Regions from separate parts of the Sus scrofa genome. Here regions 1, 2, 3, 5 and 6 are each linked to region 4. The links are chromatin contacts, called in public Hi-C and targeted proximity ligation maps. All regions are on one chromosome and are shown on one strand. The core of a region is the stretch at or near the end of the contact, and the rest is flanking DNA. Distances in the headings are between cores, read along the strand shown. Region 1 overlaps BABAM2 (BRCA1-A complex subunit BRE). Region 2 overlaps BABAM2 (BRCA1-A complex subunit BRE). Region 3 overlaps BABAM2 (BRCA1-A complex subunit BRE). Region 4 has its middle 36 kb from the start of SUPT7L. Region 5 overlaps BABAM2 (BRCA1-A complex subunit BRE). Region 6 overlaps BABAM2 (BRCA1-A complex subunit BRE).

Region 1 (4,987 bases), core at 1,366-3,865, 260 kb after region 4:
ATAGGAAGAGTTGATTCTTTTTTTTGTACGGCACACCTGTGGCATATGGAAATTCCTGGGCCAGGGGCCAAATTAGAGCTTCAGCTGCAGGCCTTTGCCACAGCCATTGCAACCCCGGATCCAAGCTGCATCTGCAAAAACTGCAGTCCGTGGCAGTGCTACATCCTTAACCCACTGAGCGAGTCCAGGGATCGAACCCGAATCCTCACGGACAATGTGTCACGACAGTGTGGATGCATTGTGGACAGTGTGGCTTAACCCACTGAGCCACAACGGGAACTCCCTGATTCTTGATTGAGTTGGTTATTTATGGAGCATTTTGCTGTTTGCACTCTTGCTCTGAGCCATGTAGTCCTAAGCAATGCTGATTAAAGAGCTATCCCTGAAGTATGAGTTAGTCAGTGGCTTTGCTTTTTGCTCTGTTTTATCTGACATGTTTGCTGTACTGTTTCATCTGTCATATTATGCCTAAGATGCTGACTTTACCGATGCTCTCCTTTACTAATGAAAAAGCATCAAAATCCATAATAGGCAAATGGAGGAAAAGCCTGTCTGTGGGTGTTTATTGATTACACACTGTATATCCAACACTGTGTTATTATGTGGCACTTGACCTCAAGGAGGCTAAATTTTAGGGAGATACAGACACATGAAAACAAATGGCTGTCGGTGTATCTAATTCGGTGTTGAGATGATTGATACAGGAAGTGCTGTGGGATAATCGCATAGTGTTTTCACCTGCTTTATGTACTGTGCGAAGAGAGGATGACCCATACATTAGGACAGAGGTGCCATTAAAATGAAAACGGAAAGTTATTATGGTTGGAACTGTGGGATTAAAGATCATAAGAAGGAAGTTAGAACTTGTGCTGAACCCTAAGTGGTGGGTCTGCTCTGGTGGTTACAGGTGCTTCTCTAAGCTTGTCTTCTTCCAGTCTATTCCTTGCTCACCCTTCTCCAGCCACCCAGGCCTCCTTGCTTGTCCTCACAAATGCTAAGGACCACTTCCGAACCTTTCCACTTGCTGGTTACCATTTTCATTTCCGTCTGCCTGGAACTTTCTTCTCCCAGCTGTCTGCATGGCCTGCTCTCCTCCAGAGTTCCCGTCTTTCTGCCAGAGAGCCCTGCCCTGACGTCCCAGCTCATTCCTTTCTCACCTTTATCCTTGATTTTCTTCATTACACTTTATCACCCTCTGATGCATTTAGGGCTGCTTATTTATTAGCTCTCCGTTTCTGCTACGGGACCAACTGCTCTTTCTTGCCTGGAGGTGAGGGGTTTTCTGGGATTTCGTATGTTCACTGCTGAGCCGGGACAGTCCCAGGCAAACTGGGATACGTGATCACCTTTGTTTATTCACTAGCCCAGACGATGGAGTTTGTTTTGTTCACTGCTGTACCGCAGTATCTAGAAGAGTGCCTAGTGTGTCGAGGAGCACACCACGGATCTGTTAGGTGAACAGTTTACCCTTCAGGTTCTGCATTCCCTAAGGGACTTGTTAGTTTCCAAGACCAGAAAATGTTTTATTGATTGATTGATTGGTCTTTTTAGGGCTGCACTCATGGCAGATGGAGGTTCCCAGGCTAGGGGTTGAATCGGAGCTGAAGCTGCCAGCCTACACCACAGCCACAGCAATGCAGGATCTGAGCCGTGTCTGTGACCTACACCACAGCTCATGGCAACACCGGTTCCTTAACCCACTGAGCGAGGCCAGGGATCGAACCCCCGTCCTCATGGGTACTACCTAGTGGGCTTTGTTAACCGCTGAGCATTACGGGAACCCCCAGAAAATGTTTTAAATGAACATTTCAAAATGGAAGATAGATCAGTTTAGAGAACTTCGGGGAATAAAAATCAGTTAACAGAAACTCCGAAGCAGTGATTTTTCAGCCTCGCTGTTGCAACACCCTGGGGTGTGTTCAGCTACCTCAAAGGGTATTGTGAAATTGTTTTCCCCCAATGTAATACTGATAATTCACTTCGATTTAAAATACAATTGCAGAAAGGAGGAAGGGCGGGTCATATGCTTCAATGAGAAGAACATGTCGTAATTCGTAGCATGGTCGGAAACCACTGCTCTCTGGCTTCCTGGTTCGAAGAAGGTGAGGACAGCTTTGCGTTTGGGACAAGCACCTTCAGGGTCGGGCACCACCCACTGGTTGTGTAATTCCTTCGCTGACCCTGTTCTGCTGGTGTGCAAGGGAAGCGTAGAAAGAAACACGGTACTAACACCTCATCATTCTCCTCCCCTCCTCTTCTCTGCGCTCCCTAAAGAAAGACGTCTTTTGAATGTGTCCATGCAGAAGAGTGTTCACATCTTGTGTGCTGAAGAGAAGAGGGTTGAGGTGTCTGTAAAGCAAGCACTAAGCTGAGATAGACTGCGTGGCCCACTGCTGAAAAATGCCATCCAGATGCGCGATGCCCCTGCTCCTGGGCACTTCCGTGGCCACGGCCTGGAGCATGTTTTGAAAAAGAATGCTCTGCATCTTTCAAGTGTCTCATCTGAGACCTATCAAGGACTCCTCTCTCACCCTCAGGCTGGACAGAATGCTCAAGACAATAGACGAGCAGAGCTACAGCCTCAGGTGATGTGAGCAGGAGTAGTGGTCGGTGTGGGCTCAGGTGCTGTGGGAAGGTGTGGGAGGAGCAGCTCACCAGAGCCAAGCATAGCAGGTGTCAGGGCCTTGGAAACAAATATTAATATAATGTCGAAATATAACTTGTTGAAGAATAATGTATCTGCAGAAGAGTGTTCAGGTCAGGAGTATAGAGTGTGGCAAATTTCCAGAAATGAGCACATCACGTAACTGGCACCCTGAAGATCCAGAGGCGGAAGGTATCCAGCTTCCAGAAGCCCGACTCCTGCCCCCTCCCATCACTGTGACCTTCTTGCCCAGAATAAATGCTCTGCTGCCTCTATCACCGTTATGAACTTTGCCTCTTCTGGATCTCTCTGCAAATGGCATCAAATAGCCTGTAGTCGTGTGTGTCTGACTTCCTTCACTCAGCACTTGTCTGAGAGCTTCACCCGTGTAGTGTGTTGTTGCTGTACACTCACTGCTTACAGTGTGCCATTGCGTGAGAATACCATGGTTCATTTTTCCGTTCTAGTGCTGGTCAGTGTTTGGATTTTCTTTCTTTTATTTTATTTTTTGTTTGCTGTTGTGAATGGTGCTGCTGTGATTGTTCCGCATGTCTCAGTGACTGTAAGGGTGCATTTCTCACGGGTTTATGCTGCAGGGCGAACTCCCTGGCCCACATGGTAGGTGATTCAGGAGAGGACTGTTAATACATGTGCATAAAAGCACAGTTGTAGTATTACGGCCCTGGGTTCTGGCCTTCCTTCAGTAACTGTAATTGATAAGAGGCTGGCCAGGCAATTCAGGCAAGCTTTATTGGGGCCCTTGCTGTGGCAGGGCGGGGGTGAAAACAAGCAACAGGTTCCTTTGCTTGTTTACACCCTGACAGTGTTGGGGGGCAACTGGTTCCTTACATGGGGTGAGGGTAGGGGCGAGTCCAGGGGTCAGGCCAGAGAGGTGGCTTAGGTAGTTTGCCCACCCCTTTGGTGGTGGTGTGTGTAGGGGGCATGTGTAGTACCCTGCTTTGCTCTCCGCTCTTCAGAGGGAGCAGTTGGTTTTTTTAGGATTTTTGTTGTCTTATTGTCCATAATTTGACCCAACTATGCATGCACACAGTTATTTTAGTCCCTTATAATTTCTTTGTATTTTGTTGCTTGAAGAGATGTTTGTCTGGGTGCAAGTCCTGCAGCAAAGGGTCCTAGGTCGCAGGTCCCAGCCTGGCTCATTGCTACTCTAACCAATGGTGGATGACGGAGAGGAGTATTAATATACATGCATTTGCATACACCTGTATAATTTTGACGGCATGTGTTGTAAACAAGGCTTTAAAAGCACAGTTGTAGAAAAACAGAACATCTTGGAAGTACAAACAAGGTGCATTTAAAATGTTCCCTCTCACAAGACAAATGAAAAGGCAAACCAAGCTATTTTTTGAAATTCAGTGGCAAGTGTAAATTTAGCAGATGTTGCCAGTTTTGATTTACTCAATTGAATTTGTAAGAACTTTTTGGGAAAATGAGGTACTGAATTGTGTGTGAAGCATTTCCGCTCAAAAATCATGTATTCGGAGGAGTTATTTAATGATCAGTTTTGAAGATGAGTATTGTCCTTGGTTGGTCATCTCTCTTTGTTGTCCTCCCTTTATCACTTTTCTTCCTCTCCAGCACGCTCCTCAAATAATTGGATCTTTAAATTATCATAATGTATTTTTATTAGTGACAACCTAAAATACAGATAAGTACCAAGAGAAACAAATCCTTAATCCCGCACAATTTAGAGATGAATATTATTAACATTTTAGTGTATTTTACTCCCAGTATTTTTCTGTATATTTGTCACATGCATATCTGTCCTTTATAGTTTTGAGTAATTTTTTTTACTTTACATATTATTGTTAGCATTTTTCCTTTGACACTAAGAATTCATCTGAAGCATCTTGAATTATTTTTTTATTTAGCCATGCCTGTGGCATGTGGAAGTTCCCAGGCAGGGCTCAAGCCCATGCCACAGCAGTAACCAGAGCCACAGTGGTGCCAACACTGGATCCTTAGCCTGCAGAGCCACCAGGGAACTCCTGAAGCATTTTAAAAAAATTGGCTTCTATTGTTTTTACCTGTCCCTAATGCTTAGTGCCTCCCAGGAAAATAAAAGGTATAGCTCAAATGATTCTTTTTCTTTTCTTTTTTTTTTTTGTCTTCTGTCTTTTGAGGGCCACACCCACGGCCTATGGAGGTTCCAGGCTAGGGGTCTAATTGGAGCTGTTCTGCCAGCCTACACCACAGCCACAGCAGCGCCAGATCCGAGCTGTGTCTGTGACTGACACCACAGCTCACGGCAACGCTGAATCCTTAACCCACTGAGCAAGGCCCAGGGATTGAACCCGCAACCTCATGGTTCCTAGTCGGATT
Region 2 (4,764 bases), core at 76-2,575, 430 kb after region 4:
AGTGTGGCCTCTTGCATTGTATGAATCAGTAGCTGACTCTCCTGAGAGGCTTTAGAGCTGCAGAGAGCTCCATGCCTCTGGGGTGTGGGGCGGGGGGCTCTTTTCCTGGACTTTGAAGCAGGTCACAGAAAAAGGATCTGAAAAGAAATCCCATGTGACTGATGACCAGGACACCACTGATATCACAACTTAAACTCCTTGTGTAGATAACACGGAGCCAAGAGCAAAGGTCTAAGAAAGAAGCGTAAGGCAGTCTCCCCTGCCTGGGACGTAGTAACGTGCCAGATTTAGGCACTCATGCCGTGGTGAAGGAGAATAATTTTAAAATAAATAAGAATAAAATAAGAATAATAAAAAGGCCTGCTCCCTAGGCCTTAGAAAGAGAAACGGGAAGTAAAGCAGATGGCAGAGCGAGAGAAGTTTTGAGCACAGCCAGAAGAAAGGTGAAGGGTGAGGCGAAGTCTGACCCTGTCATGACACAGTGTCCTCCTAAGAGTGCCACTTGGGTAAGATGGGCTGGGCTGGTGGAACCGGGTCAGAGGCTGCAGGAGGGACCCACGTGGCCCAAGGCTCTAAGGTGAGGCGATCCAGCGTCACCTGCCCCTTGGGGGTGCTGCCCTCAGGGCACTGCCTACTGCAGATGGCTAGAGTGTTCTAAGCTCATCTCACCGCTAGGCCCGCCTCTACTCACCTCTACTCAGCTGGGGAGGCAGAAGCTAACAGGTGATCCCGGAGATGGGAGAAGAATTTTTCCATGGACCCCTCTTCTTCCCAGAAATTCCTAGATTCGGTGATTGATTACAAGGGGCACATCTGGCACGAGGAAACAGACTCTTTCAACTGATCACACTTAGTATCTTGAGACCAGGGGCCAGAGGGATGGAAAACAAATGCGAATCCCCCTAAATATCCCGTGACTGGTCACTTTCAGAAATCTTTTCTTTTCTTTTTCCTTCCCTTTTTGGCCATACCCACGTTAGTGGAAGTTCCTGGACTGGGGTTGAACCCACACCTCGGCATTGACCTGAGCCACAGCAGTGACGATGCTGGATCCTTAACCGCTAGGCCATCAGGGAACTCCATGACCAGTCACTGCCATGCACGCAGTAAAAGTACAGTGCTGGTGGGAACTCGTGCAACTAGAGCAAGGCAGTCCCGGGAGGACATACAGTTGGAGTTTGCTCTTCCCTTCTGCGTGGTTTTTGCCGTGTCAAACACAACTGAGTGAGAGCTGCCCCCGCAGCCCTAACTGGAGGCAGGGGAGGCTGTCCTGGCCTGGAACAGGCCTCTTTCTGGGCCACTGTCAGTGCTGTCTGAGCAGAGGGAGCACAAATATAAACCTCGGGCACATAAGGACACGCACAGGCCACAGAGCCTGTCAAGGGTTCTGTCATGTTCCGAATGAACAGATGTTTCTCCCACAACATTCTTCTTGGGGTTGGTCCAATGCATTTAAAAAAAAAAAAAAAACAACCAACACTGTTTACACTAATTATGCCCTTTTGCTGCCTTTGCTTGTTTTGTTTTGCTCTTCTCTTTTTCCCATACATTAAGAACTGTTCGCGTGAGGAAATTCTGCCCAGCTGCTTTTGGGAACAGACCCTTCCATAGCTTAAACCGGGAACCCTTTGTTCTTGGATCTGAGTGCAGCTCAGATTGCCTTGTCACATGTATCTTGGCGCTTCTTCCCTGAAGTTTATAGGCTTTTTAAAATCCATTTCCTTTTTACCCCGAAGACGATCAGCTTTCATAACTTTTCTTAAAGTAAATTTATCCAGATCCCTGTATTGTTTCGAGTTCTCTTCAGTGGCTCAGTCGGTGTTTTACTCAACAGTCCATATATTAAGTACATATTAAGTTTGGTGAATACCGTACCACTATCCTAGGCATTAAAAGGGAAATTAAACCCTTTTCTCCTTCATTGGTTTGTGCATATTTTCCTCTATTTATCCATTTTCTTCACTCGAGAGAGATTTTTTTGTAGCTTCTGTTGTGCTCCAGGTCCGCAGTGGGTGCAGCAGAATCAGTGATGAGGCAAGGGCTTCGCCTTCAAGGAATCCCCAATATACTGGTAGAAAAAGACACGTACAGAATTGAATTGCCAGTCAGGGTGATACGTGCCATAATAGCAGAGCGTTCCAGCTTCTTTGAGGAGGGGGATGCCTTGGCTCTGCCTCAGGCAACAAAAATAGCTTTACAGAATGAATACCTGCCACGGGAGAGTGTTCTCCACAGCGAGCAGTAAATCCAGAGACTAGGAGCGGGGAGAGAGGATGTTTGGGAAGTGATGATTGATTTGGTGGGGTCAGCGTCTAGCGAACAGAACCAGGAGCGACAGGAGATGGAGCTGGAAAAAATAGGCAGCCAGGTTGGGAAGGTCATTTTACACGCCGCATTTGAAAATGTACAACATGTCATATAGAAAATGGGGGTGGGGCAGGAAAGGCTCTGAAGCAGAGAAAATACATCCTCAGCGTTCTGGGCTGAATGGGGGTCCAGCCAAATGCATGTGTTGAAGCCCTAACCTCTCCCCACTCCTGGTCTGGCAAAATGTGACCATATTTGGAAATAGGATTTTTAGAGAGTTAATTATTAAAGTGAGGTCATTATTCGTGTGGGCCCTAATCCAGATGATGGGTGTCCTTATAAAAGGATGAAATTGGGCCACAGACACACGCAGAGGGAAGAAACAGAGAAGAAAGCCATCTACAAGCCCGCGAAAGAGGTCTCAGAAAAAACCCAACCCTGCCAACACCTCGATTTTGGACTTCTAGCCTCCAGAATGATGAGAAACGTTCTATTGTTTGAGCCAATGACAAGTGAAACGGTTTCATAGAGGACATTTCAGTAGCTTAACAAAGGATCCTTAAGGATTTCAGAGATATATTTATTTGTAAGTACAGTTGGCCCTCCATGTCTGCAAATTCTGCATCTGTGGATTTAACCAACCACAGATGGAAATATTCACGGAAAAAAGAAATTTCAGAAAGTCCCGAAAAGCAAAACCTGAATCTACTGTACTTAGGCAAATATTTACATAGCATTTACTTTGTATTAGGTATTATAGGTAATCTAGAGATGATTTAAAGCATATGGGAGGGGAGTTCCCGTTGTGGCATGACAGAAGCAAATCCGACTAGTATGCACAAAGATGTAGGTTCAATCCCTGGTCTCACTCATTGGATCGGGGATCTGGTGTTGCTGTGAGCTGTGGTGTAGGGGGCAGCTGTAGCTCTGATTCGACCCCTAGCCGGGGAACTTCCATATGCCACGGGTGCGGCCCTAAAAAGAGAAAAAAAAAGAAGTATATGGGAGGATGTGTATAGGTTATATGCAAATACTACATGATTTTATATATGGGGCTTGAGCATCCGTGGATTTTGGTATCTGCTGGGGTTCTGGAACCAACCTTTGACAGTTGCTGAGGGACCATTATAATCTGTGTATTTAATGCCAGGTCATTTTAGTCTGTTCATTAAAGCAGTATGTTAAGTCTCTTTGGTAAGACACCACTTTGTTGGCTGAGACTTAGTTACTCTGTATATTCCAAAGTAGTTAATCTATGGTACCTATAAAATTGAGAAAAATTATTATTTTAAAATTAAATTATTAAAATTTTAAATTAATTATTACTAAATTAATGAATTAAATTATTTTAAATTAAATTATTAAATAATTTATTAAATTATTTAAAAATTGTTATTATGTTCAGACACTAAGTGTTTTTCCTGCACTGTCTGATTTAACTTGCATTTCTACCCCCTCCCATGGTGGGTACTGCTAATACCTTTCTTGTTCCTGATGATGAAACAAGAGTCTTGGAGATGTTAATAATTTTCCTAAGACCATACCGCTAGTAAATGTCAGAGCCAAATTCGTCTATTTATCTCACTAAAAGAGGACTTATATTAATACTTGGAAAGACTTTTTTGGCCCCATCCAAGAGCTTTTTTTACAGAAGCACTCAAGGAACCCAGTGTAATGCACTTTTCACCTAAAAGGTGTTCCTGTGGTCTAGACTTGGAAGATACTTTTCAAGACGGTCCAGCACAGAGGTGAACCATCTTATTATAAAGGGCCAGAATTGCCTGTGTGAATGGATAAAAAAGTATGTATTTTTTTTCTATCTTGGTCTGTTAGAAAAGTTGTATCCTTTGTATCAAATTAAATAATTTAGCCAGAATCTAATTTTCTTGGAAGGCCATTGCTCATAGCCTCGCTCTCCGTCATCAGAGTACGTTTGGTACTTTTACCTGCTGCTGCTGGAAGTCAGCAGGTGGCCGGGTATGGCATCCTGGGATTTGCTAGTCGGCTTTGTAGGGGCCATGAGCACTCCTAGAGGCTTTGAATTTTCTCCTTTCATTTATTCCATGTTCTCCCCGACCCCTTTTGAGGGTTTGAAAGGTGCTAAAAATGAGATGGGCTGGGTTCATAACCCAAGGTCCTTATTACCTTTTTTGTCCGATGCATTGTTGAAAGTTATCAGTATGTTTATAATTCTTGGAGGACAAGAAGGTTAGTTCTGAGCAGAGTTCTAGTCTCTGAACCTTGTATCTTAAGTGGATTTGAAGGACTTGCCTTAAAGTTGAAATGGAGACAAGAAGATATTAGTATCTTCACTTTTTTCCCCCCTTGTATCTTATTTGGGCACAGATCTAGAAACTTCCACTATGATCCAGGAGAGTTAGTCTCAGTTCTCTCCAAATCAGTTAATTCAACCAAACTCTTAGGAAGACCGTGACACTTCAAGTAAAGGTTCAGCCT
Region 3 (5,029 bases), core at 36-2,535, 370 kb after region 4:
TCTGACTCATAATAAATCCTCACTTCCAGTAAATTCCCAGTTTTCAGTTACAGTAGGTAGGATGCAAGAAAACAATGTCTTCCACTTTGGGATCTTTGAACTCGTTTCACATGTTACCCCCGTGCCCCGTGCATTACTTTGTGTGAAAGGATGAAATACCAGGGGAGGTTAGAGCAATTCCAGGAATAGACTCCGTCCGTTGGTGTTTTCAAGGGAGACCATTGGAGGTAGACCAAAGCCACTGACTTGCCCGACGTGGTACTAATGACGAGAAAAAACAGCCTGGAGTTTTCTTATATGTTCCCCTATTAAAATCATTTCTAAATTTGTTAATTTGAATAACCTATAAACAAGCCTATAGTTTTCTATTGTTTGATGGGGAGGGTTCCTTTTTTTCTTCTCCATAGCACTTTGAAAATAATTCTATCATTCCTGACATGACTTCTTGAATTTGAGAATATTTGTTTTGTGGGGAAATTTACTCCGTACACGCAAGCTTCTCGAAAGTCTACCAAGATCCATCTCTAGTGTTCCATGTGGATACATCGGGATTACAGCAATGGTGTTAAACCTATCAGATTTTGTATCACGTGCTTGGTAGAGGGGGTCCGTTATTAACTTGGTCAAGTGCCATGTTACTGTCCTCCTCCTGCTTTCATCTCCAGTCAGTTTCTTTTTAACCATCACTGAAGTGAGAAGAGTCCCATAATCTTCACAGCGATAATTGAAGAATTCAAGATCCCATTGCTTCTTCTTTGAGAGCAACAGTCCCGTCGCTCCAGACAGGGGCCGGGTTCTGATTCATGAAAGCTTCTTAGGTGACCTAGCCTCCCAAGTGAAACATTCAGAGTTTGGGAGTAAGCAGGTTACTTATCCAGAACGCCGGACGTTTCCTGGGTTGGTCTTTGGCTTTCTTATCCACATCAAATGACTCAGAAGTAATACTGTTTTCTTTCTACCTCTTCTATGTCATTTTGTCCTCTCCATTTTCAGCTGATTAGATGGTCATCATATACTCAAAAAACTCCTTTAACACAGGACAGTAAGAGAGCATTTCTGGCCTTTATATTTCAAGGTGCATTTGCACATCTTCAGAATTACTGTCACATCTCTGCAGGGATGGAAAAGATAGAATAAACAGTGTGTCTGCATTCTCCCACTGCTGATAACTGGGATGTGGGAGAGCCATGGCAGATGTAAGAGACAGAAGATTCTGACTGTAGCCTAAAGGGGAGAAAGCAGAAGTGGTTAGTCCCATGACAGCGTGTCTTACTCATCTTGTCTCTCCCACGGCGAAAGCATGGTGCCTTGCACGTAGCAAGTACTGGATTATGGTGGGAAAGGCCCGGGCTCTCAATTAGAGAAGACCGCATTTCTTTCCTGATGCTTCACCTGCTAGAAGATTTTGCACATTTTTTTTTCTTAATCTTTTTGCGAAATTTTTAAATTTGCAAAAACAGAGGTCACAGTATCTCTCTTAAAGGGTTGTTGGTGGTACAAGTTGAGGTGCAATGTGTGACCCCCCCCAGACAGAAACCAGCTTTGCTAAGCAGCTTTCTAGAAGAGGCACTGCCAACCCCTGTTTGACTGCTAGGCATCATCAGATCTTGACTCCAGGGTCGGGAGGAGGTCAGCCATTCCAGGTAGACAGCTATACCCAAACCTGGCAAAAAGATTCCTCAATTTGGGGAAAATGGCAGTATTTGGGCAATTACCTCACCCATCTTATGATTTGAGAATTACACATGTTTTATTATGCAATTAAGCATAAATGTGTACCATAAAACTTTAAGGCGGGTGTAATGTGTTTCTGTTTTAAAATTCCTACTTCTCTCTTTCTATTCGCTCCTAAGGAACAGTGCTTTTATAAGTACTGATCTGGATTTTATCATCTTTTAGTGTTTTTGAAATTTTGAAACAATCTCAAATTTATAATAGAAATGTAAGAACAGTACAAAGCATTTTTTTTAGCCATTTGAAAGTGAGTTGTGCCATGATGCCCTTTATTATCATATATGTCAGTGTGTTTTAGGAAATAAGGACGCAATTACGTATAGTCATAAAGATCAGGAAATTAACATTGATGTCCTACCACCATCCAAATCTCATTAAAATTTCACCAGTTGTCCTAATGATTTTCTAATAGCAGAATTCCAGTTAGAATCATGGATTATGCCCAGTTGTCCTGCCTCTTTAATCTTTAATTAATGAATTCATCTTCCTCAGTTTTTCCTTGCCATTCACAGCAAATTTGGAGAATATGGGCCAGTTTTTAAAAGTCTCTCTCCATGTGGGTTGTCTGATGGTCCATGGTGATGGGATTCCGTTTATGTATCTGTGGCTGGAGTTCTCGCTGCCCGCTCTCCAGTGGCACAGCCTGTCCATTTGCCCTCATGTGTTCACCCCGGTCACTTGTAGAAAGTGATGTCTGTAAGGTTCTCCACTATAGGTAACTCTTTTTCTTTTTGTAAATGATGAGTATTTTGTGGGGAGGTCCTTTGAAACTGTACAAATATTTCATTTTCTCTCTTTCTTTTTTTTAGGGGTGCACCTGCGGCATATGGAGGATCCCAGGTTAGGGGTCCAATCGGAGCTACGGCTGCTCGCCTACACCACAGCCCCAGCAACGCAGGATCTGAGCCACGCCTGCAACCTACCCCACAGCTCATGGCAATGCCAGATCCTTAACCCACTGAGCGAGGCCAGGGATCGAACCCTCAACCTCGTGGTTCCTAGTCAGATTTGTTTCTGCTGCACCAGGACAGCGGAACTGCTAAATATCCCATTTTCCATTGAACTTCGTTTTGAGTAGCATGAATTTCCCATTTGATTGAATGGATTGTAGTCAGTTGCCATCATTGTGTATTTTGATGTTCAGTAGTATTTCTGTATCTATCTATCTGTATCATGCTCGTACTGATACCTCCACTTCTCTTTATACATACATGTAACTTTCTTCTTTGAAAGTGAAAAGTCCAGTTCCCTTATCCATAGTAGATTATGGGTGTATGACACACAGTCTGCTATGTGTGATAAATCCAATCCCATTATCTAAGTTACGGATATATTATGGATCTATTCTATTGGTCCGTCCCCCCCCCCCCCCCCCCGTGTGTAGCCAGTCTCCCACTGATGCTGCTGTCCTTCCCTCACTCTCCTTGGGCCCTGACACCCTGCACCAAGCTACCTTTCTGTGGGGCCATCCTTCTCGTTCTGCTCTGGGCCACTGTAGACCTCCCTCCCTGACCCCACATTCAGCCTTGGCCTCTAATCCATCTTTCCCAAGCTGTTGGGATACTCTCTCTAAAGCAGTCTGATCATGTCCTTACCTTGTTTTGAATCCCCTTTTGTGTTATCTTTTAAAACGAACACAAATTCCTTAGGTCAAAAGCTTTGAGGCTGTTTATGGTCAGGCGCTTAAACGGGTCCAGCTTCATCTGTCACCCTCCTCACGAGTGTCCCCCGCTTCCATCCTCCTGAACACTGCCCATGGGGTGCCCCGCACCTCTCTGCTTCCGTGTCTTTCCATGTGCTGTGCTCTCCCGTATACCTTTGATTCCTTTACAGCACGTGGATTTCTTCCACCTAAACACATTTTCTCCTCCTTCCGAAGCTACACGTGATACTCATATCGTAACATCCCTCCTTTTTCCTGCCATAGGTTCGCACCTCTCTTAGGATACACTTTTATTCTAACAGTTTTAACCAAACAGTCAGTTGCTCTTTATCTGTTATTTATTTGGGTGTCCTACTTGTCTGTGAAGGTTTCGAGGGCCTGTGTCCCTCGTACCTCCCAGGTGGTGCCTCACACGCAGTAGGACTCTTAATACATGTTTGGGGAATGAAAGAGCCTGAATCCCGAAGTCAGCCCCAAACGTATATTCAGCATAGAAGGGGAATGGACATAATCGAAGACGGAAGAAAGGGAAAGACATCTGCAACATATGTTGCTCATGACACACAGGCCGTGGTGGGTCCAGCCAGGGTTTATCTAGGAGAAAAGCCTAGTTTAGTTTGTTGAAGCTTTGGCAAAGTTTTCCGCTCTCGTGTTTTTTAAAATATAGTTTTGTTTTGTTTTGTTTTTTAAACATAGTTTGAACCCTTACCCATATTTGATTCTGTAAGTAACAGACCCGAGAAGTGAAACGGTTCGACCTAGACTGCTCTCACTTGCAATCTTTCATGCTTATTTGGTATAAACTTTTTTTTTTTTTTTACCAAAAAAGTAAGTCAAATCCACATTCCGATGTGAACTAGAAATGTTAAGCTGTTAATAGCTTCCCTGGAGAATTGCAACTTGCTAGGATGCTTCGGTACTTTCATCATCATTTATGCATCGTGAAATGTCACAATTTCTGTTCATAAGTACAAAACTGCAAATGTTCGTCAATTGGTCTATCTTAAACCTGTCATTAGCTTGGAAATGAAAGAATATTCCTCACGAACCTAAGCCAGTGAGAAAGTCTTACTCAATTTATAGTTCTTCTAAATCTGGTCATCAGTACTTCTATAATTAGTGCAGTTCTAAATAACAAAGCCACCCACTCAATAGCTAAGTTCCACATTTATGGTTTTTCATTTGGAGAACATTTTAGTATAGGATGTTCTTCCTAGGAAAATTTCTCCTCTTCGTAACTTCCTCCTCTTTGGGGGTCTGACATTTCCTTTTGATTCACACGGCCTCATTTAGTAAGTGACACAGAGTTGTCAAAGCTGATTTGGATATAGCAGATTGATACAGTGGGAGAAAAGCATTGATGCCGGAGTGATGGGTTTTGGTTTCCGCCCTGTGTCTAATCAGCTCTACTCACTAGACAGATTAGTTCCCTTCTCTCAGTTTCTCCACCTGTACATCTGTAAAGTGCATGTAGTGGAATCACTGGCAACTGATTTTATTTTTAATGTGATAGAAACCTTCTCACAAGTGAAATCTTAAGCCCAGTGCCCAGTATGTAAAACGCAGTCGTAGCTGCTCTTAAGACATGTACTCTTAAGGTGCACATGATTCCAAGTTCTCCTCGAACCCAGG
Region 4 (4,473 bases), core at 1,083-3,582:
GCACTTTGATTTCTGGCCCTTGCTCGGATGGTCCCATATCCGTTAATTGTATGTATGCAGTGTGCTTGGGTCATTTATGTTTGCGAGCCTTATGAGCTGGGGACAGGAACCATCTCACTTTGTACGCTACCTGTTCCTCATTGCACCTCCCAGTTCACAAAATAGGTGCTCTGTTAACTGTTGCTTTACAGGGGTGAGGGTTGGAGGGCAAGTTCTAGTCCTGGACCTTTCTACCCTTGGGTTTTGGGGGCGGAGAAGGGACCTTTGAGCTGCTTTCATTTCCAGAATTTGTTCCAGACAAGCTGGACAGTCTAGGCGATAACCGTCTTAACAGGGTTAGTGCAGGCAGAGGCTTGGATTCCTATCCTACTTGGGGCAAAATCAAGCGAAACTACCCCTTCCCGTCAAGAAGCTCTGGATTCCAGCAGATGGTTTTAATTTGGGCTTTAAGTCCTCTGCTGGCTCTGGAAAATCTTGATCGTGAGGCTTGGCTCTGGTTTCCTCTGGCTGTCACGCACACCGCTTCAAAAGTCAGTGCAACTGTGGCAAGAAGTGACCACAAGAGGGCAGTAAAGACCCATCACTATGCAGCAATTTGCAGGTGGGGCTCAAAGCCAGTAGACGAGCGTTTCAAAGCAAAGCAAGAGTAACAATCAGATCCTGAACTCTCTCAAAATCAGGATTCTGAAAGGGTTTGGGGCAGCAAGCTGGGTCAGGTCACCAGTGTCTTCTCAGCCTGTTTCTGGTGCTTAGTTCCACCTGGAGAAAGTCTTTCTCTAGTTATAATGCAAATATTTTATGGAGGAGTTTAGGCATTGCCTATCTATTACTTACACACTGTCTTACAGAGAATTTTTCACACTTGTCTCCCCCCCCCGCGCTGTCTTTATTGAGGAACAATTGACAAAAATTGTATCTAATTTGATTGATATTTTGATATATCACTCATTTCCAAACTCTGAATTTTTATTTATCAGACTTAAAAGGTAAAAAGAGGAGACACTATCACCTCTGTTTAAGGAAACTGAGGCTCAGAAACCGGAAGAGACTTGCTCAAAGGCATGCCAAGTTCATGGTGGAACCACGATTCCAGATCCTCTGCTTATTCCTTCTAGTTTTCAGTAGTTTATGTTTGTAAGCTTTGCGAGTTTCTGGAGCAAAGACTACATCTGGTTCCTCTTTTTGTCTTGGAATGGTGCTCCCTTAATCTTGAGGGCTCTGAGTGGGTGTGCTGTATAAGGTTCTGCCCTTTAGGAGTTGGATTCCATGATCTCTCTCTTATCCCTCCTGATTCAGTAATTCTGTGATTTGGAGGCACAGCCCTAACAATGACAGTGGCAGCCCTGAGTGATCCTACTGGCAGAGCATTTCAACAAGGGCAGCCACTTGGCTACCAGCCTATAAAGATCTATCGTTAGCAATGCCGCGAGGGCGGGGGACATTTGGGCAGTTTCTCAAATTGCGCAGCCTTATGGGAATTGCCTTTAGGGGAGGAGAATGAAAAAATATCTAATTTTAGCAGTTACGTATAGGAATATATACTTACGTACACACATGTATATGTATGGTGTAGAATGTGGTGAAAAAAATTTTTTTTTTTTTTTTTTTGCCACACTTTTGGCATGTGGAAGTTCCGCTTCAGAGCCAGGGATCAAACCTGCGCCACAGCTATACCAGAGCCGCAGCAGTGACAATGCCAGATCCTTAACCCACTGAGCACCAGGGAGCTCCTTTCTTTTTTCTTTTTCTTTTTTTTTTTTTCCCCCCTGAGGTCAATTTTTAAAGTGAGTTTATTTGAAGAAGAACATGAAGCCAATAATGCACGGTGGCCTGCAACACGGTACCAAGTGTAAAGGAGGTGTACCAATGAGTGAAGTTGAAGGAACTGTGGTGAGGTGGGAAGGTGTTGTAACTAGAGTCACAAAACTAATCTGAAGTCTGGCTCTGTCACCCAAGCCATGTAACCCTGATTAAGTTGCTGACTATACACAAGTCTCAGTTTTCGCATCTGTAAAGTCAGAAAAGAATTCTTGCCCCCCTTAACACATGTGAGAATACATGAAAGCACACGGAAGCCTGGAGGACTGTGCAGGTGTCCACTGGAGCTAATACTCCCATTCCCACTTCCACCAGGGTCTTTCGGGACCTCTTCACCATCACAGAGGATGCCTCCCAACTAGGGTCTGTCTCCCAGATCCCCAGGACCAAATCCAGTTCAGTTTGTTGTCCACACCTGGGTCTGCCATTCTGCGAGGAGGAGGAGGAGGAGGGAGGGGCTGGAGAAACCCTGGAATGAGTCCGGGAACAAGTCCCAACACATCACTGTTTGCTTTGTCATCCTGGTTCAATGACCTCATACAAGGAAGGGAGGGAGCGGAGGGAGCTGTTCTCTTCCAGATACCTAAGGAGGCTTCTGACATCTACTCTTTCCCTTGTCATGAGAAGAGCAGGCGCCAGGCTGTGATTTTTAAGGTCTGAGCTAATCTTGGCAATGAAAGAGAATGGCACCTCCCACAGCTGGCCAGACGAGGCTTCTTGCGGAGCTGCCTGGAGCAAAGGGGCAGGGGGGCTGCCGTGGGTGTTGGAATCCAGGCTGTTACCCCTGCTCCCTGGAGGGGCTCCGGAATACACAGCCCTGTCCCCAAGTCCTGACCAGCCTTAGTGCTACTTGGGTGCGTGCAAGGCACTGGCATGTCTCCCGGTTGAGGATAAAGAGCCCAGGGAGGACAGCTTTGAGTTGTTCCGAATCTAGTGCCTATGGGACAGCCAACTGGGGTGGACAGTAGCTTCAGCGACCCCAGTGTCATCATCCTCACATACTCCTACATCTTCACACACAATATTCAATGAGGACTTTCTGAGCACCTACTGTGTACTAAGCCTTTTGGGGAAATGAGACAGCCAGCACCTGCACCCAAAGGCTATGTAGGATCTCAGAGTCACCTTTTTACCACTGGGATTCCTTTTGTCATCCTTACCCCAGCCCTTCTGCCATCCTTAATTAATGAATAATTAAGGTGTAAATAAATTATGTTGTCAGCCAGACAAATTGCATTTTTACGGGGGTCCTTTCCAAGTTTTTTGTAGCCAGATATTTATGTAACTGCAGATAAGTACTTCTGCTCAACAATAACTAACAGGGCTATACTGAGCTAGTATCCAGTCTGACAAAAGCAACAAAATTTAGCATTGTAGCTATCCTGATTATCCTGGTTGGGCTCTTTAAATTTTTAAAAAGTAGCCGGCAGACTCCCTGGGGAGTCCATTCAAGGTTTTAGATAGAGGTGGTGACATGACACCTGGGTTTTGAAGGACAAACAGGAGCTCACAATCAGGGAGAAAGATTACTGCAGGCAGAGGGGGCAGAAGGATCCAGGTGCTGGGCCCAGTGCCTCCATACCCGGGCTGGTCAGGTGGATCAGGCTGTGGCTTGAACTCAGAGGGTGGAAGCTGGGGTTTGGAACAGAGCTGATGAGGGTGCAGCTGAGAACCAGGAGTCTTACAGGTGAATGTTCTAGTCTGGTCACATGCTGGTTCTGGAAAGACTGAGGCAGGAAACCCCATTAAAGTCCCTTTGGTTCCTGAGGGCAGGAGGGAAAAAGATCGCAAAGGACAAGCCAAAAAGTTAGTCTCCCACCCTGGCTGCCCCGCCCTTTAGCTCCGAGAGCAAACCATTTTTTTGTGATTTTTTGGCTCATCTTGTAAATGTTCCAGAGTCAGAACAGGCTGTGCCATGGCTGAACAAACCTGTTGAACAAATAAACAAGGCAGGCTTCAGGGCTAGGAAAGCACTAGACGTGGGCCCCCATCCAACCAGGTCCATGGGTTCTGGCAAGTCTGTCCCGAGGCTCTTCCTTTGACTGTGACAGGTGGGAGTGTGGGACTTTGGGGTCCTTGTGGCTCTGTGATCTAAGCAATTTGCCCACAGAGAGGAAAACTCCAGAGCCTCCAGTTGAGCAGCCTCCTTCCTTTTCACTCCACAGTGCAGCTAAGGGCGGGGAGAGGGGAGATGTAGAGGCAAATACTGAAACCAAAGGACACCTGTTTGCTTATTCATTCATCGGACCAGTGCCCAGTCTGTGCGGGGTGCTGTGCGGCTCTTCCCTCAAGGAACGCACTAGGAGCTGTAAATGCTCTAGCTGAGGAGAGAAGGTCACATTTCTTGTATATGCCAAGTTCTCAGCCACCTCAGGACCTTTGCTCCTGCTGTTCCCACCACCTACACCGCCAATTCCTCCTGCCTTCTTGTGTTTCAAGCTCAGCTTGGATGGCATTTCCTCAGTCTGGCTTTCCCTGACCACCCTGTGAGTGGTAGGCTTGCCCATCCCTCGCCGGCTCTCCGGCCACACTCTGTCACCCTCCTAGAATCTATAACAGCTTGGAATTATGTTCTGCCCTTCATTTAGTCAGTTATCTTCCACCTTTCTGATCTGAGTATCAGCCTACCTGAGGGCAAGAATTCTGTTTGCGTTT
Region 5 (5,069 bases), core at 1,227-3,726, 350 kb after region 4:
TCTTATCGCTAATTCCAGAATTAGACTGCATACTCTCTGAGGTTCAGCCTTAGAATTCTGTGATGCTTATTTTAAAAATAACTGTACCATACAGCATTTAAAAATGGTTAAGGGCTTGTATATTTTAAAATGAAAGCAGTATTAGAACATTAACAAAAATAAATTTGATCTCAGTAATGTAGATTTGTCTGTGGGCACACTGCTTGTGTGAGGCAGAAAAATCAATAAACTTTTTGGTCATCTAAGAGGGGAAAAAAAATCTCCAGAAAATAGTGGAAGAGATGGCACAGCTTTAGATGAGCCATCTATCAGCTGATGGCTCTATGTGTGTGTTGAGATATCTATCTGTCTATCTCACAGAATTTACCATCATAATCATTTTAAAATAGCATCAGTTCAGTGGCCTAAATATATTTATATTGTCAGGCAACTATCACTACAATCCATCTTCATAACTCTTTTCAAGTTGTACAGCTGAAATTCTATACCCACTAAACAATAATTTCCCATTCTCCCCTCCCTGCAGACCCCGGAAATCCCAAACATACTTCCTGTCTGTATGGTTTTGACTAATCTCAGTACCACATGTAAGTGGAATCACATAATATTTGTCCTTTTGTAACTGGCTTATTTACTTGGCATAATGTCCTCAAGGTTCATCTATGTTGTCGCATATTGCAGAATTTCCTTCCTTTTTAAGGCTGAGTGATATTCCAGTGTATGTATAGACCACATTTTCTTATCCACTCAGCTGTCAATGGATACTTGGCTTGCTTCCATATTTTAGCTATTGTGAATAACGGCTGCTGTGAAAATAGGTGTACAAACACCTCTTCAGGACGCTGCTTTCAATTCTTTTGGATCTATACCAGAAAGTGGAGTTGCTGGATCATTTGGTCATTCTTTTTTTTTTTTTTAATTTTTAAATTTTTTTGCCTTTGAGGGCTGCACCCGCAGCATATGGAAGTTCCCAGGCTAGGGGTCGAATCGGAGCTGTAGCCGCCAGCCTCCACCACAGCCACAGCAACTCGGGACCCAAGCCGCATCTGTGACCTACACCACAGCTCATGGCCACAATGGATCCTTAACCCACTGAGCAAGGCCAGGGATCGAACTCGCAATCCCATGGTTACTAGACGGATTCGTTTCTGCTGAGCCACGACGGGAACTCCTCATGTGGTAATTCTCTGTTTACTCTTTTGAGGAACCGTCATCCTGTTTCCACAGCAGCTTTACTATTTTACGTTCCTACCTGCAGTGCACAGGGCTTCAATTTCTCCATATCCTTGCCAACACTTGTTGTCTTCTGGTTTTTTGGGGAGTAGTCGTCCTAATGGCTGGGAGGTGGTATCTCATTGTTCTGATTTGATTTTGCTTATCAGTCGCTCATGCATCTTCTTTGGAGAAATACCTGTTTAAATCCTTTGCCCACTTTTGAAATGGGTTATTTGGGTTTCGTGTTGTTGAGTTTTGGAGTTCTCTATGTATTCTTGACATTCATCCATCAGGTAATGATTTGTTTTCTCCCGATCTGTAAATTGCCTTGTTACTCAGTTGATACTATCTTTTTAATGCACAAAATTTTCAATTTTTCATGAAGTCAAATTGATCTGGTCTTTCTTTTGTTACCTCTGCCTTTGGTGTCATATCCAAGAAATCATTGGCAAATCCAATGTGAAGCTTTTGTCCTATGTTTTCTTCTAAGAGTTTTTATTGTTTTAGGTCTTAGACATAGGTTAATTTTTCATTTTGAGTTAATTTTTGTATATGGCGTTTGGTAAGGAGGGATTCAACTTCATTCTTTCACCTGTGTGTATCTAGTTTTTCCAGCACTCTTTGTGGGGATGGTTGTTGAATAACAGTATAAACAGGTACTGCTGTTATGAGAGACCCAACCATGCCCTTGGTTTTCAGTGCCCTGTAGACCACACAATTCAGAGCATGGTTCAAACAGAAGAACAATGCTTTTAAAACCACCTAAAACTACCTTGGCAGTCTTATTTTTAGTAGCCCTCTACAAGCATGTTAATTTCATTATTTCAATAAACTCTCTATTTGATTGACTGGGACTGGATTTAGTAGACATTTGTCAGGCTGTGTCTTCCCTGGAGATCTGTTATGCTTGGAGTATGTAAGGCATCTTTTCCTCTTCAAACAGTGTTAAGTTAGGAAAGTGTTGTGGTCATATTATGAGTACAATTGTCTAAGAACATTAAGAACCTTAGCCTGGATCTTTTGTAACCATAAAAGGCAATGTGTCATGCTTTCCTGTTTTGCATGGATGAGAAGGGAGTAAAAAACACCAAAAGAATTTTTATTGCATAGAAATATTTCCTTCCTAGCAGGCAGTGTGTGAAGCAATAATGAGCCTAAAAAACAATCTTATATCGTCGTGAGAGCAGAGGGCTGGGACAAGCACTGTGGCCACACAGACTCAGGGGCTGGTGAGGAAGCTGCGGATTCCAGCCCGGGTCCCTTCTGCCTACCCGCACAGCACCTTCCCCTGGACGGGTGGGCCGGGGACCTTTCTGTGCCTCTTCGCACATCCCTCTGAGCCCGGCTGGATGGGTCGTAGCTTCCTCTCTCTGGAAGAGGAACTTGTCACAAGTCTGTGGTGCAGATAATTGGTGAAGACAGGCTAGAACCACGCTTCCCTAATTGCCAGTCTGTGGCTAAGCCCAGAGGAGTGTCCATTGTGTTGAGCAGTTGTTTTCTGTGAGGCAAATTACCCGGTACAGAAACTGTCCCTTTTAGTGTATTCGGTGTTGCCTCAGCCCTTGCAGACCATCGCCACGCAGCCCTCAGTACCGTCCGTCTGCCTGAGCGCTGGATTTGAGACCAGCTTACAGAGCCCACGTTTTCCAGCAGCCTCATTTACACTGGGCCCGTCTTAGGCTTTGGGTTTTATTTGTTTGTTTGTTCTTCGGCATCGTGCAAGTTCCTGGGCCAGGGATCAAACCTGTGCCACAGCAGCCACCCAAGCCATAGCAGTGACAATGCTGGATCCTTAACCTGCAGCGCTACCAGCGACCTCTCCCTCTCACATTTTTAGTGCCAGGCTAGTCCTACTTTTTTTTTTTTTTTTTCCTTCATTAATGGCCATACCTGCAGCATATGAGGTTCCTAGGCTAGTGTCAAATAGAGCTGCAGCTGGCAGCCCATGCGCCAGTCATAGCACACCAGATCTAAGCGCATCTGTGACCTATGCCAAACTCACGGCAATGCTGGATCCTTAACCCACTAAGCGAGGCCAGTGATCGAACCCGCAGCCTCAGAGACACTATGTCAGGTTCTTAACCTGCTGAGCCACAATGGGAACTCCCCTTTTCTTTTATTACCACTTCCTTCATTTCATCCCCAAGAGAATTTAGGTTGCTGAACAGAAATGACTGTCAATGTGTTTTTATGCCAAATTAGGAGAATCCGTGGTTTCTTTAGTTTGTTTCGGAACCAGTATCTTTCAGTAGACTAAACCTGCCTCATTCTCTGGATGTGGAGATGATACAGCTACCTAAAAGGCATAGGAATTTGTTTTATCAGATGCTTTTCTAAAGATATGTTTACATGCAGTTTATTTTTTAAACATTCTGTAGTATGTATCAAAATTAAGGTAAACAGTGAGAGCTGCCTAAGATTTCATGGTGTGGCTGTGATGTGACTGTGGTACATTGTTGTGGGGGGAGAAAAAAAAAAACCAAGCCATTCACTCTGATATCAGTAATTTGAACATGAAGAGCAACTGTTCTTTAGCGTAGTGTGTTTTTCGGCTTTAGAAGCCTTGCATTCCTGGGAAGACAGTGCAGGGCAAATATATGGTGTTAGTTCTCTGATGTGGTTGGTATTGCATGGCTTTAAAAAGAAATGTTTTAAAGATAAAAGAGTGGAGAGCAGACATAGGAGAAGAGGGAACATTTTATACCGTCTGAGTTCTGTTAGTGGTTAAGAACAGCAAAGGCTACGTGTCCCCTGGGTTCCAGTGCCAGCTTTATCACCGGCTCTGACCGTGACTTTTTCCCACTTATCCTGATTTGTTGAGAAACTATTAAAATGGAATCCTCTCTCCATCTGTACCATTCTCCTCAAGTAATCGTGCTGACCTTGTGCCCCTCTGATGCATCCCCGCCTTTTGAGACAACCTTGGTACTTGGGTCATCTCTCTTCTCCGTCCTTTGCCATTTTCCTCGTCAGTTTTGGTGTGTGAGATGGTGATCCGTTCATCACTCTTGAGCCTGCTAGATGCTTTCCGCTTCCGTCTCCTCTCCCCACCGCCCCTCTCGGCTGTGCCTTGGGTGCTCCATCACTGCCGCTGTGCTTTTTAAGATCTCAGAGCTCTCCTCGGTTCAGGACTCTGCCGCCTGAACTGCCGCCTCTTCCAACCAGATCTGGGGATCTGGGTCTTTGCCTTGAGCCATTCGCTCCTAGACACTGCTGAGTCCCTGCCCAGCTTTGTCCCAAAGACCTGCCACTGGAGCACCACCTTCGTGGCCCTTCTAACCACAGGCTTGGTCCACTGCATTAGTCACTGCATACTTTCCCTCTTTTTGCAATGCGATGGTAGAACATTATAGAAGAAATTCCATTATAATGTAATTCCCATACTGATTTGGTCCACTACTAATCTGTGATTCTAATTTCATTTTAGGCCCTTCTTATGGCTCACAGTAATTTCTTATCAATTCTCTAGAACATTCTCTGTAATGACTAAAAAATATTTTCCATTCTCCCTGTGCTTCCAGTTCTAACTGGCCTACCCTACCTCTTAAGGAGATGGTCTTGCCTCTTACTTTACTGAGATTGTTGATGTTTCTTGCCACTGTGCACGTACACTTATTGTCCCTGGGATATTGGTGACAAAATGTTACCTGTAGCATCATGTCTCTGAGGTCTGATGGAGCCTTTAACTAACTGGGTATCTAACTCTCGCCTTTGTCTCAGCTGTAGAAAGTGGCTGTCTTGGAAATAGATATTTCTGGCATGGATATATTCAGTTATGCAGTGATTTCTGCTTATTGAGTAGTGTCCTATGTGGAGTGGGTAATAAGGAAGATTAGAAAGACTAGCCCGCCCTC
Region 6 (4,400 bases), core at 782-3,281, 490 kb after region 4:
TCCCACAGTCCACGAGCTGCCTAGTCGTTCACCCCACCCTTTGGCCTGGAAAAGGCTGATTTTTGTGCTTTACCTGCTGATCAAATGGAGTTGCTAAGAGGGTTGACCAAAGGGCCTGCTTTTCATTTTGGTTAATCTAATCTGGGTCTTTTGGCTTTTGTTTCTTCCTGAATATTTTTCCTACCTTCCAGCCTCTGGGGAACTGTCAAGTGATCCTCTAATCCTAGATCAAGAGTCGGTAAACTACAGCCCACTGGCCGGATCCAGCCTGCAGCCTGCTCTGTATAGTCTGTGAGCTAAGAATGATATTCTTTACAATTTTTAAATGATTAGGAAAACATTTAAAGCCTAATAATCTGTGACTTGTAAAAATTATGTGAAATTCACTTCAGCGTCCATAAATAACATTTTATGGGAACACAGCCGTGCATTCTCATGTACATATTGTCTATGGCTGCTTTCCTGCTGCGGCATCAGAGCGGAGGCGTTTCCACTGAAACCTTACGGCTGCACAAGAACAATATTGACTGCCTGGGCCATTACTGCAAAAGTTTGCCAGACCTTGTCCTAGAGCCTGAAAACCTTCTTTTTCATAGTGACTGCTTCAGAAAAGATACATTTACTGACTGCTAATGTGCATTTTGGAAATTTGACTCTCGTATTTTATTTATCCATTCAGCTTTAATACCACAAATATGTATCGAGTGCCTATTGATGAACTTGGCCTTGTTCTTATTTGTGGTGTTCTAGCAGTAAACAGAACGGACAGAACTCCCCATTCTGGAGGAGTTTAGAATCTCGTAAAGGGTGATGAGGGGGGTAGAGGAAGACAATAAACAAATACAATATGCTGGATGTTATGTGGAGATAACAGGCCGTAAAAAAGTAAAACAAAGAGGCGGGGCTACTGGGAAAGGAGGCGGGTTATTGTAAATAGGTTGTTGAGGAGGCCTTCCTGAGAAGGTGGTATTTGAGGAAGACCTGAAGCAGATGAAGAAGTGAGCCCTGGAGTTCCCATTGTGGCTCAGTGGTTAACGAATCCGACTAGGAACCATGAGGTTGCGGGTTCGATCCCTGGCCTTGCTCAGTGGGTTGAGGATCCAGCGTTGCCATGAGCTGTGGTGTAGGTTGCAGACATGGCTCGGATCCCCGAGTTGCTGTGGCTGTGGCTGTGGCCAGTGGCTACAGCTCCAATTAGACTCCTAGCCCGGGAACCTCCATACGCCACGGGTGAGGCCCTAAAAAGACAAAAGACCGGAAAAAAAAAAAAAAAAAAGCAAGCCCTGCAGATGCCTGGGAAGAGAGCTGCAGACAGAGGAACAGCAGAAGAGCTGAGTCAGTGCTCTGAGGTGGAGCAGCCCCAGCTTATCCGCAGGGGTGAGAATCTAGATGAGAAGTTACACTTGATTGGTCTGGCTCCGAGGAAGCTTTCAGGAGCTCCCGTTGTGGCTCAGCGGGTTAAAAAACCAACTAGTATCCATGAAGATGTGAGTTGGATCCCTGGCCTCACTCAGTGGGTTAAGGATCCAGCATTGCCACAAGCTACGGTATAGGCCACAGATGCGGCTCGGATCCTGAGTGGCTGTGGCCCTGGTGTAGCCCTCAGCTGCAGCTCCGATTCGACCCCTAGCCCAGGAACTTCCCTATGCTGCAGTGTGCAGCCCTAAAAGGGGGGAGAAAAAAGAAAAGAGAAGCTTCCGCTTGGAGCCTCTGTTGGCTGAAGTGGGATGAGAGCGAGAGCAGTCGGTTTTGCAGGCGGTTTGCTTGGGAGCGGCTCACTTGGGAGCACATTTCAGGCGTCCACGTGGAGCCGCTGAGCAGGCATCCAAGCGGAGGCGTTGAGTAGGCAGCTGACTCTGTGCGTCCTGAGTTCAGGGAAGGTCTGAGCTGCAGTGTAAGTTTAGAAGGTGTGGGTATAAAAGAGGGATGTTAAGTAATGAAACTGGCCGAGGTTCAGGCTCAAACCCCAGCCTTTGCCGTCGCTCCAGGACAGCTCGCTGGCTATGACGGCACAGAACTTCTCCTTTGACTTGAACTTCCTGTCCCGCCCACTCCACCCTTGACCTGCATCAGGCCGGACCCTCAGATCTCCTTCGTCCTTCCCCAGGCAGATGCCCTGTGACCTGGAGACACACTGGGCCACCTGAAGTATGACATGGGCTTTTCTCAGGGGGGCAGAACGCTGCCCAGTGTGGCCCAGGCCCCCTGGTCTGCTGCCCACAGAGCTCCTAACCACAGACCCCGTGCCTTGCCTCGTCGAAGAGTCTCTTGTGTCCTCCTTACTCCCCGCTGCAGTCCTGACTGGCCTGCTCCCTTGCCTTGCCTTCGGGTTACCCGCATGCGATCTGCTTCATCTTCCCATGTGCACATTCAGCAGTGATCACCTTTTTTCTAGTTGTTTCTTGAAACGTCTCCCACGCCGGGCCTTGAGCTCCTTAAGGGCACGTCTGTGTTTTCGTCATCTCCTTTCGTCCACAGCACCCTTCAGACAGTCAGTGACCCGATGCCTCAGGGATGGGAGGCAAATGTGGTTTTACCACCGCCCCCGCCCCCCATCCTGTTGTGCACCTTCCGGATGCCGTGCACAGCAGGTGTGAGGACCACCCACCCGCACTCGCCTCCACTCGGGAACCAGGTCACCCCTCAGACCCGCTGAGCTTAATATAAATCAGCTTCTCCGGGGTGCAGCCCTGGGTATCTGAGTTTTTAACAGGCTTAAACCTTGGGTAAGTCATCCATCTCAAGCCTCAGTCTTCCCATCGCTGCAATGAGTATGTTAACACTCGTTACCTACTACGTAGGGCTGCCGTAAAAATCCAAATGAGGGCACTTTGGAAACAAATTATAAAGTGCTCTGTACTAGTAGCCTGGCCAATCGCATCTTCTGGTATCTTTTCATTTTTGTGTGTGCGCAAGCCAAGCTCCAGCTACCCACAGGCTTTGAGCAGAGACCAGTGGTGTGTAGGTGAGGTTGCCTCCTGCTGTCCATTAAGGGGCTGAGCCTTTATAAATACTGCGAGTCAGGAGCCAGGTCGATACACTTCTCTACCCTGGTCAGGCAGAAGGATTTTTTTTATTCTTCGCATCTTCTGTTGACCATTAAAATCTGCGTGCAGTGAGGAGAAAGGAGGTGTGGGAGAAATGCTCGTGGGGAGCTCCCGTTGTGGCTACACCAGTAACTGACTAGTATCCATGAGGTCTCAGGTTCAATCCCTGGCCTCGCTCAGTGGGTTAAGGAGCTGGCGTTGCCCCGAGCTGCGGTGTAGGTGGCAGACAGGGCTCGAATCCGGTGTTGCTGTGGCCGTGGTGTAGGCCAGCACCTGGAGCCTGGAGCTCCGATTCCACCCCTAGCCTGGGAACTTCCATATGCCACAGATTCAACCCTAAAAAAAGCAAAAAAAAAAAAGCTTGTGGCTTTAGTGTAGGAGAGCTATGGTATGCACTGATTTTTTTTTCCCCCAATTTTATTGAAATATAATCGAAAAATAAAAACATGGGCTATTTAAAGTGTCCAGTATAATGGTTTTATATATATTTATATATATATGTATTGGGTTTTTTCCAATAAATATGGTTCAAAAGTCAATTCCTAGGACAAATAACCTCTGTGTGTGCAGTAGCTGAGCAATAAAGCCATTCCTTGGAGCCTCAAGGTTGTACATTTACAACGAACAATAAATCCACTTATTCCTGAGGACTAGTATTTGAAAACAGTTCCTCTTCTTAAAGAAATTGTGATGGAATCAACTGCAGGTTACAGGCCAGGGATCAAGATGCGACAAGAAGGAAGAAGCTTTTCTCCCCCCTTCCTGTATCCGTGTCGTGCGTGGCCGGGCATCATTACAAGTAGTTCCTACCGAATCTTAATAGAACATCTGCTCAGTTCATTGTCGTTTTTTCAGGACTTACTTTAAATGCTTTTCCACATGCTAACAAGATCCTGATGGTGGACATCTGTTAAGATTGTCCCTTAAAGGCTTTTCTGAGATGTTAACAAACTTAAATACATTTCTGGACAAAAACTTGCTTAGTGTTCGTGTCAGTAGGCAGACTCTGTTTGCAATTACGCTCTTCTTGTCTTTTGTAGTTCTTTAAGTGTAACGTTTCCTTGCTGGCATTTCACCGCCTCCCTTCTGGAAAGGGTCCTTCAAGTCGTCTGGCCCTCAGAGCTTCCAAGGGTTCATTTGCCTCGAATGAACAGGGCCCTAATCGCTTCAGTTCAGGTACCTAAACAAGTTTCATAAGTGTTCCTGGCAACAGTCTGAGGGGCTCCGTCAGCCCAGGCAGCTGCCTGAAAGGCCCAAGCCAGAGGGAGCCTGGTGGAGCTGCTGCAGGTGGAACCAGATGTCGGGTCTGCAGATAGAATTCAGGAAACGCAAAAGTGATCATTGAAGACCTGA

Evidence for each region. A called contact is a pair of places that touch in the nucleus more often than the background predicts.
Region 1: a contact with region 4 is called in a targeted proximity ligation map of alveolar macrophages. A contact is called at or near these places in 1 of 47 Hi-C or Micro-C datasets (embryonic fibroblasts) and 1 of 2 datasets of targeted methods (alveolar macrophages).
Region 2: a targeted proximity ligation map of skeletal muscle shows a contact between it and region 4, with 6 times the contacts expected there. A contact is called at or near these places in 2 of 47 Hi-C or Micro-C datasets (embryonic fibroblasts and heart right ventricle) and 1 of 2 datasets of targeted methods (skeletal muscle).
Region 3: a targeted proximity ligation map of alveolar macrophages shows a contact between it and region 4. A contact is called at or near these places in 3 of 47 Hi-C or Micro-C datasets (embryonic fibroblasts, retroperitoneal adipose tissue and subcutaneous adipose tissue) and 2 of 2 datasets of targeted methods (alveolar macrophages and skeletal muscle).
Region 5: a Hi-C map of embryonic fibroblasts shows a contact between it and region 4, with 2.7 times the contacts expected there. A contact is called at or near these places in 2 of 47 Hi-C or Micro-C datasets (embryonic fibroblasts and subcutaneous adipose tissue) and 1 of 2 datasets of targeted methods (alveolar macrophages).
Region 6: a contact with region 4 is called in a targeted proximity ligation map of alveolar macrophages. A contact is called at or near these places in 1 of 47 Hi-C or Micro-C datasets (fetal heart ventricle) and 2 of 2 datasets of targeted methods (alveolar macrophages and skeletal muscle).

What each region holds. Positions count from the first base shown.
Region 1 is chr3:111,228,784-111,233,770 of Sscrofa11.1, reverse strand. The region is part of intron 4 of BABAM2 (BRCA1-A complex subunit BRE); the gene reads left to right. Among named protein-coding and RNA genes, the nearest start is that of BABAM2, 97 kb to the left of the region's middle.
Region 2 is chr3:111,063,977-111,068,740 of Sscrofa11.1, reverse strand. All of the region lies in intron 7 of BABAM2 (BRCA1-A complex subunit BRE), which reads left to right. Among named protein-coding and RNA genes, the nearest start is that of FOSL2, 220 kb to the right of the region's middle.
Region 3 is chr3:111,117,282-111,122,310 of Sscrofa11.1, reverse strand. All of the region lies in intron 6 of BABAM2 (BRCA1-A complex subunit BRE), which reads left to right. Among named protein-coding and RNA genes, the nearest start is that of BABAM2, 210 kb to the left of the region's middle.
Region 4 is chr3:111,493,815-111,498,287 of Sscrofa11.1, reverse strand. No RefSeq gene overlaps it. Among named protein-coding and RNA genes, the nearest start is that of SUPT7L, 36 kb to the left of the region's middle.
Region 5 is chr3:111,144,633-111,149,701 of Sscrofa11.1, reverse strand. The region is part of intron 6 of BABAM2 (BRCA1-A complex subunit BRE); the gene reads left to right. Among named protein-coding and RNA genes, the nearest start is that of BABAM2, 180 kb to the left of the region's middle.
Region 6 is chr3:111,004,227-111,008,626 of Sscrofa11.1, reverse strand. All of the region lies in intron 7 of BABAM2 (BRCA1-A complex subunit BRE), which reads left to right. Among named protein-coding and RNA genes, the nearest start is that of FOSL2, 160 kb to the right of the region's middle.